Linked DNA regions of Vulpes vulpes: region 1 is linked to region 2. The links are chromatin contacts, called in public Hi-C maps. All regions are on one chromosome and are shown on one strand. Each heading gives the region's core, a stretch centred on a gene start, on an enhancer-like site or on the middle of the called end of the contact. The rest is flanking DNA. Distances are from core to core; before and after follow the strand shown. Region 1 holds the start of DHODH (dihydroorotate dehydrogenase (quinone)). Region 2 holds the start of AP1G1 (adaptor related protein complex 1 subunit gamma 1).

Evidence for each region. A called contact is a pair of places that touch in the nucleus more often than the background predicts.
Region 1: a contact with region 2 is called in a Hi-C map of skeletal muscle, with 3 times the contacts expected there. The contact joins the promoter of DHODH here to the promoter of AP1G1 in region 2. A contact is called at or near these places in 2 of 3 Hi-C or Micro-C datasets (both in skeletal muscle).

The regions. Positions count from the first base shown.
Region 1 is chr12:179,171,049-179,173,748 of VulVul3, forward strand. It overlaps DHODH (dihydroorotate dehydrogenase (quinone)), which reads left to right and starts at 1,270. Exons shown (of 8, transcript XM_072731595.1): 1 at 1,270-1,331. The coding sequence starts at 1,311. PKD1L3 (polycystin 1 like 3, transient receptor potential channel interacting) reads right to left here and starts at 1,154. Exons shown (of 33, transcript XM_072731588.1): 1 at 1-1,154.
Region 2 is chr12:179,008,266-179,010,965 of VulVul3, forward strand. AP1G1 (adaptor related protein complex 1 subunit gamma 1) reads right to left here and starts at 1,339. Exons shown (of 23, transcript XM_026011631.2): 1 at 833-1,339.

The DNA.
Region 1 (2,700 bases), core at 20-2,519, 160 kb after region 2:
CACCAGCAGCACGCCCATCATTTGTTTTAGATGGTTTTCTTTCTTGATGCCAAAATATGATAATAGGTACAAAATAAACGTGGGCTCTGAAATAGCTTGGTAGGTTTCAGAGTTGTTTGTCCAAATGATGCTTATATTACTTTAAAAAATCACTACAGAAAGAGGACACCAGTATCAAAAATTCTCAGGTGTATATCCAAGAATACACTCTTCCAGTTTGAGAAACACTGCAGGAATCAAACTAAAGATATAGTATGGCCCCTATTTGCAAAACGTTTACAGTTGAGTTAGGGGGGCGGATAAAAAAAGACCAAACAATTGTAGTTCATAAAGACAGTGCCCCTCGGCGCGGGGCGCCTGGGGGGCTCAGCGGTTGGGCGTCTGCCACGGGCTCAGGTCGTGACCCCGGGGTCCTGGGTTCGAGTCCCGCGTCGGGCCCCCTGCAGGGAGCCTGCTCCTCCCTCGGCCTACGGCTCTGCCTGTCTCTCACAACTAAATATAATCTTAAAAACAAAACAAACTGGTCAGGTACGGCATATATCTATGAAGGTTCAGATGAGGGAGAAATTATTACCAGCACTTGGGCCATATGGAGACAAAAACGGTCGTGCAGGCCGGAGTCAGCCTGAGTAAATGCATACGAACGGGAAGCGTGTATAAAGAGAAATAATTCTGCGGGGGTTGGGGAGACAGAAGTCGGAACAAACCAGAAAACTGAAACCTCGTGAAATGCCAGGAAAACGAGTATCCAATTAACTTGGAAGTTTTCTCAATAGGAGTCCACCAAGTCTTCCCTGCAATGGAATCCTTTGGGTTGCAGGACTCGGCTACAAAGTCTTGATGTCCCGACACCTTCATTAACACACATACCTACCTACATACGTCCGTTTTAGGCACTTTTTAAGGTAAAACCTGATGCTGATGGAATCTTCTCTGGGCTCGATTCGGGTTATCTTATTCCAACCCTTTTACAGTGTCTGACACATACTCCCGGTACCTGCTTTACCGAGAGCACCGGCATATCTAATGATCCAGATATTAATGGGAGCGCTGCTCGGAAGCGAAGGGTCGCGGACGCGAAGGCACCTGCCCCGCAGCGCCGCACCGCAAAGCGCCCGCGCGGGCAGCCCGGGCCGGAAGGGGCGTGGCCGCCCTGACGGCGCGAGCCGGCGGTTTCCGCCGCGGAGGGGCCCGCCCCGCCCTCCTGCCCGGCGATTGGTGAGGCGGCAGCCGCAGGCGGTGATTGGATAGCTCGCGGCCATCTCCTCCAATGGAAATGAGGCAGAGGCGGGTCCAGGGGCGGAAGGAGCATGGCGTGGAGACAGCTGAAAGTGAGTTCAGAGAGCGGGCTGTGCGCAGGCTGTGCGGAGCGCGGGCCGGCGGCGGGCGGAGAGGAGCCTCGCGGGCTGGCCGCGGCGAGCTGTGGGCGGGATTCGGCTCCCAGCGTGGGCCCCCCGGCGCGTCTGTGTCGCTGGAGGCAGCGCGGGTTGCGTGCGTGTGCTTGTGCGCGTGTGCTTGGCCCGCGTGCTAACGGCCCGCTCAGTCTGAGCAGATGCGGGTCTGCCAACGCGCGGGGCCCAGGTTTTTGTGGCACGTGGCACACGAGCGTCTAGGGAGCACAGGACGGCCCGACCTGACGTGCAGGACCCACGAGCAACGAAGTTACACCGAGACGCGGCCCCAGCCCTTCTCGATGAGATTGTGGGGCGGGGACTTGTGTGGTCGCGTTCACGGGCTTGTCGGGGGACACCAAGGGGCGCTCCTGTAATCTGCGGGAGACTGGAAGGAAGGCGGCAGATCCTTGCTCTTTATTAACAGCTGGGGTGATCCTCCAGGGCACATCGGATCACCGCAATGACTTGTGCAGGGAGCGAAACGCAAATCTTCATTCTGGCCCATGCCCCTCCCTGTCCCCCTAGCTCTCGTGCGGTGCTTTCCCTCATTCCTTGGCATCCAAGGAGCCTCCCCCCTTTCCCTCTTCCTTGGGTGCATCTCATTATCCTCTGCCACCGAGAGCGCCTTTATACTTTTCCTACTCCCCCCACCCCCTGCCTCCTAGTTAGCTCCTATTTATCCTTTGGATGTCAGCTTTGAGTCACTTCCTCAAGGGAGCCTTCCTGTCTACCTCTGAGATTGGGTTGGATTCTCTTATTACCCTATACCTTTTTTCTCCATAGCAATCTTCACAGTTCTATATTTGCGTGATCATTTTCTTAAAAAACATTTATTTATTTATTCATGAGAGACACAGAGAGAGGCAGGCTCCCTGCAAGGAGCTTGGTGCAGGACTCGATCCCAGAACCCTGGGATCACAACCTGAGCCAAAGGCAGGCACTCAACCACTGAGCCACCCAGGTGCCCCTATTTGCATGACCATTGATTAAGGATGTCTCCTGAGACTGTCCTCCTTGAGGGCAGGGACTCTTGAGTGCTCCTTAATGTTGGGCAGATGATTGACTGAATGAGTGAGTGACCCATCATCTGCAGTGATAACTAGAGAAACACGTTACAAAGCATGTTTTGAACTAGGATAGTGATTGTTGACTCAATAAGATCTGATGCTTTAAAAAAATATTTTTTTTGCAACTACATTTATTATCCTGAAGTGGAATTTATGTATAATGTAATGTCTATGTATAATTTTAAAAAGTCAGCATAATGTCCTAACTCTGAATATAAAAGAGAAATTAAAGGAATTTG
Region 2 (2,700 bases), core at 89-2,588:
GTTCAGCACAGGAAGAGAATTCACAAATGAGAAACCTCTGACAGCCTTCTCCCTATCCCTCCCCAAAAGCCATTCAATCAGCTTTAAAACTGCTCAAGTGTGCTCCGAGCGAACGGCTCGACGGACCGCCTTCATCAAACCTTAACAAGGAAACATAAGCAATCGTCCCGACTCGTCCAGACAGTCGAGAAGATGGAATTAGTAGGAACTGACGTCCGCAGGGTCAGGGCTTTGCGAGAAGGCTAAGCAGTGGGACTCGCGGGTGAGTTCGGGAGTTGGGGAGGGACCCCGAAAATCGGGAAAGAAGTTGGTGGGAAGGTTAGGGAGAGGCGAGGCCGACGTCCGGTTCCGAGGGGCCGGCACTGCGGGGCAGACAGCGACTAACGGAGCCTCCGAAAGACCTTTAGAGAGTTCTACGAAAGACCTGACCCGAGTGCAAGACACGAGAACGCTGATACGTAGCTCCGAGACGACACGCGGGGGTGGGACCCGCCCCGCTAACCCCGGGCTCCCTGAACGAGCCCTCAAGAGAGGATCGAAGCCCGAGAAAGTCAATGGGTCCAGAGGAGGCCCGCACCGGCCGGGCAGCGCCACGACTCCGAACGCAGCCGCGCGGGGAGCCTCCGGGTCCGAGGCCTCGGGTCGGCCCTCAAGAAGTCGGAGCAGCCCCTGGGACTCCGCGCCCCTCCTGGGCCAGCCTCTGTCCTCTCTTCTCGCCCCCCGAAGCCGAGGACCGGACCTCCGGTGTTGACAGGAAGCTTCCGGCCGAGCGCTCCCAGCAGGCGCGGGGCAAAAGAAGCAATATGTTCGTAGCGCCGCGAGTGACACTCACCGGCCCGAAACCTCGAATGAAACCAGCAGCTCCGGGGGCGGCGGCAGCAGTGGCAGCAGGAACCGAACATCCAAAATGGCGGCTCCCTCGGCCTCACCACCGCTACTGCAGGCGGAAGGATCCTCTTAGGAAGCGAGGAGTTTCTAACTAACTTCGCGCAGTACTGCAGAAACTTGGGTCTCTATCCCCCTCTCCTTGTCGATTCCGTGTTCCCTAGCTGCAACTTCTTCTACCTCCCCTCTCCTATTAACCAAGAACTCGGACCCCGCCGAGGACTATTTGCCAAGGAGGAGGTGACTGCTCCTAGCAGAGCGACGCAAAGCGTAGCAAGGTACGGGGCGGTCACTGATGACGAGAGACGCTGCTGCCGAGTCACCGCTGCGAAGAGTCTGAGCGAGAAAGATCCGGCTGACCCTGAAAAGCCTCCGAACATTGGTTCCGCGGGCGGGGGGAGGAGCAGGCTGAGCTACCAGGAAGCGGCGGGGGCCACCGAAAGGGGGCGGGACTACCGCGGAGGAAGTGGGCGGGGCGAGGCCAGGCAGGTGGGGGGGCGGGAACTTAATACACAAATAGCCCAAACTGCTTCCTCCGGTGTTTTGAGACCTCACCTTTCTAACTTGAGGGACACGCCCCAAGTGGTATTGGGTTCTATACTTTTGTGGTATCTCTGCAAAGTATCTTATAAAAAGAGCAAGAGGATGATACAGAAGAATGGATTCCAGACCCAGTACCAGCCCTCAACCTCCTGCATTGGACAAGTCATTGAATCTCTCAGGGCTTCAGCTTCCACGTACGTAAACACAAAGGACTTGGACTAGTGATCCAGATTGGGCTTTCCTCACTGTCTCCATCAGCTAAGGACCTGAGCCAAAGAGAGTCTACCCAGACAGTCCCTGGCTTGATAAATAATTACTAACACCTGACACAACTATTTTCCACGTGAACTTGCTAAAGAGGGTCATGATTATCTTAGCCCATTTAAGGGAAAGGTGACTTACCTAAGCTAAAATCCTTCAGGTAGATTGGCAGTAAAGTTGTCCTGAAAGTGAATAAAGCACAGCACCTGGCTAGATGCCAAAAAGAACCCAAATAACCATAAATCTGGAGTTTAGGACCTGTCAGAGACAGGAGGTTGCACTGTCTTCCTTCGACAAGCCCTTTCATGCAGAGATTTCAAAACATTTTCCAGAAATTGAACTGAGGAGGTCCGCCTGTACAGTTTTACTCCTTAACTACTAGGATTTAAAAAGTGACTGGACACAAAGGCCTGGGGGCGTGATGGTAGTAATTATCACTTTTTATTATCAAATATATCATATTTTTTATAGAAGCATCTTCCTTCTGTAATCTAATTTGACCCTCCCACCAATCTCCTGAATCAGACTAAACAAGCATAACTAACTTAGTTTCACAAGTAAGGAGACTGAGAGTCACAAACTATTGCTTACTGCAAGACCCTCCTCCCCTCCCACATTGGGATTCTGCTGTTCAGGGCCACCTCCTGAATTAGAAAAGGGTACACACCTACCCACCCACCCTCACACTCACACTCGGGGGAATCAGCCCAAATGGAAATGATCTGAGGAACAGAATGCTTATGGAATTCAGTTGCCTCCTACCCTGCAGTGCACTACTGTCCAATGCAGCCTTGGTTCACGCAACTACTAAGCAGTAGCATAGAACTAGAACATGATGGGGCGCCTGGGAGGTTCAGTGGTTGAGCATCTGCCATTGGCTCAGATGGTGATCCTGGGGTCCTGGGATTGAGTCCTACATCCAGCTGCCTGCATGGAGCCTGCTTCTCCCTCTGCCTGTCTCTGCCTCTCTCTCTGTCTCTCATGAATAAATAAATAAAATCTTTTTTTAAA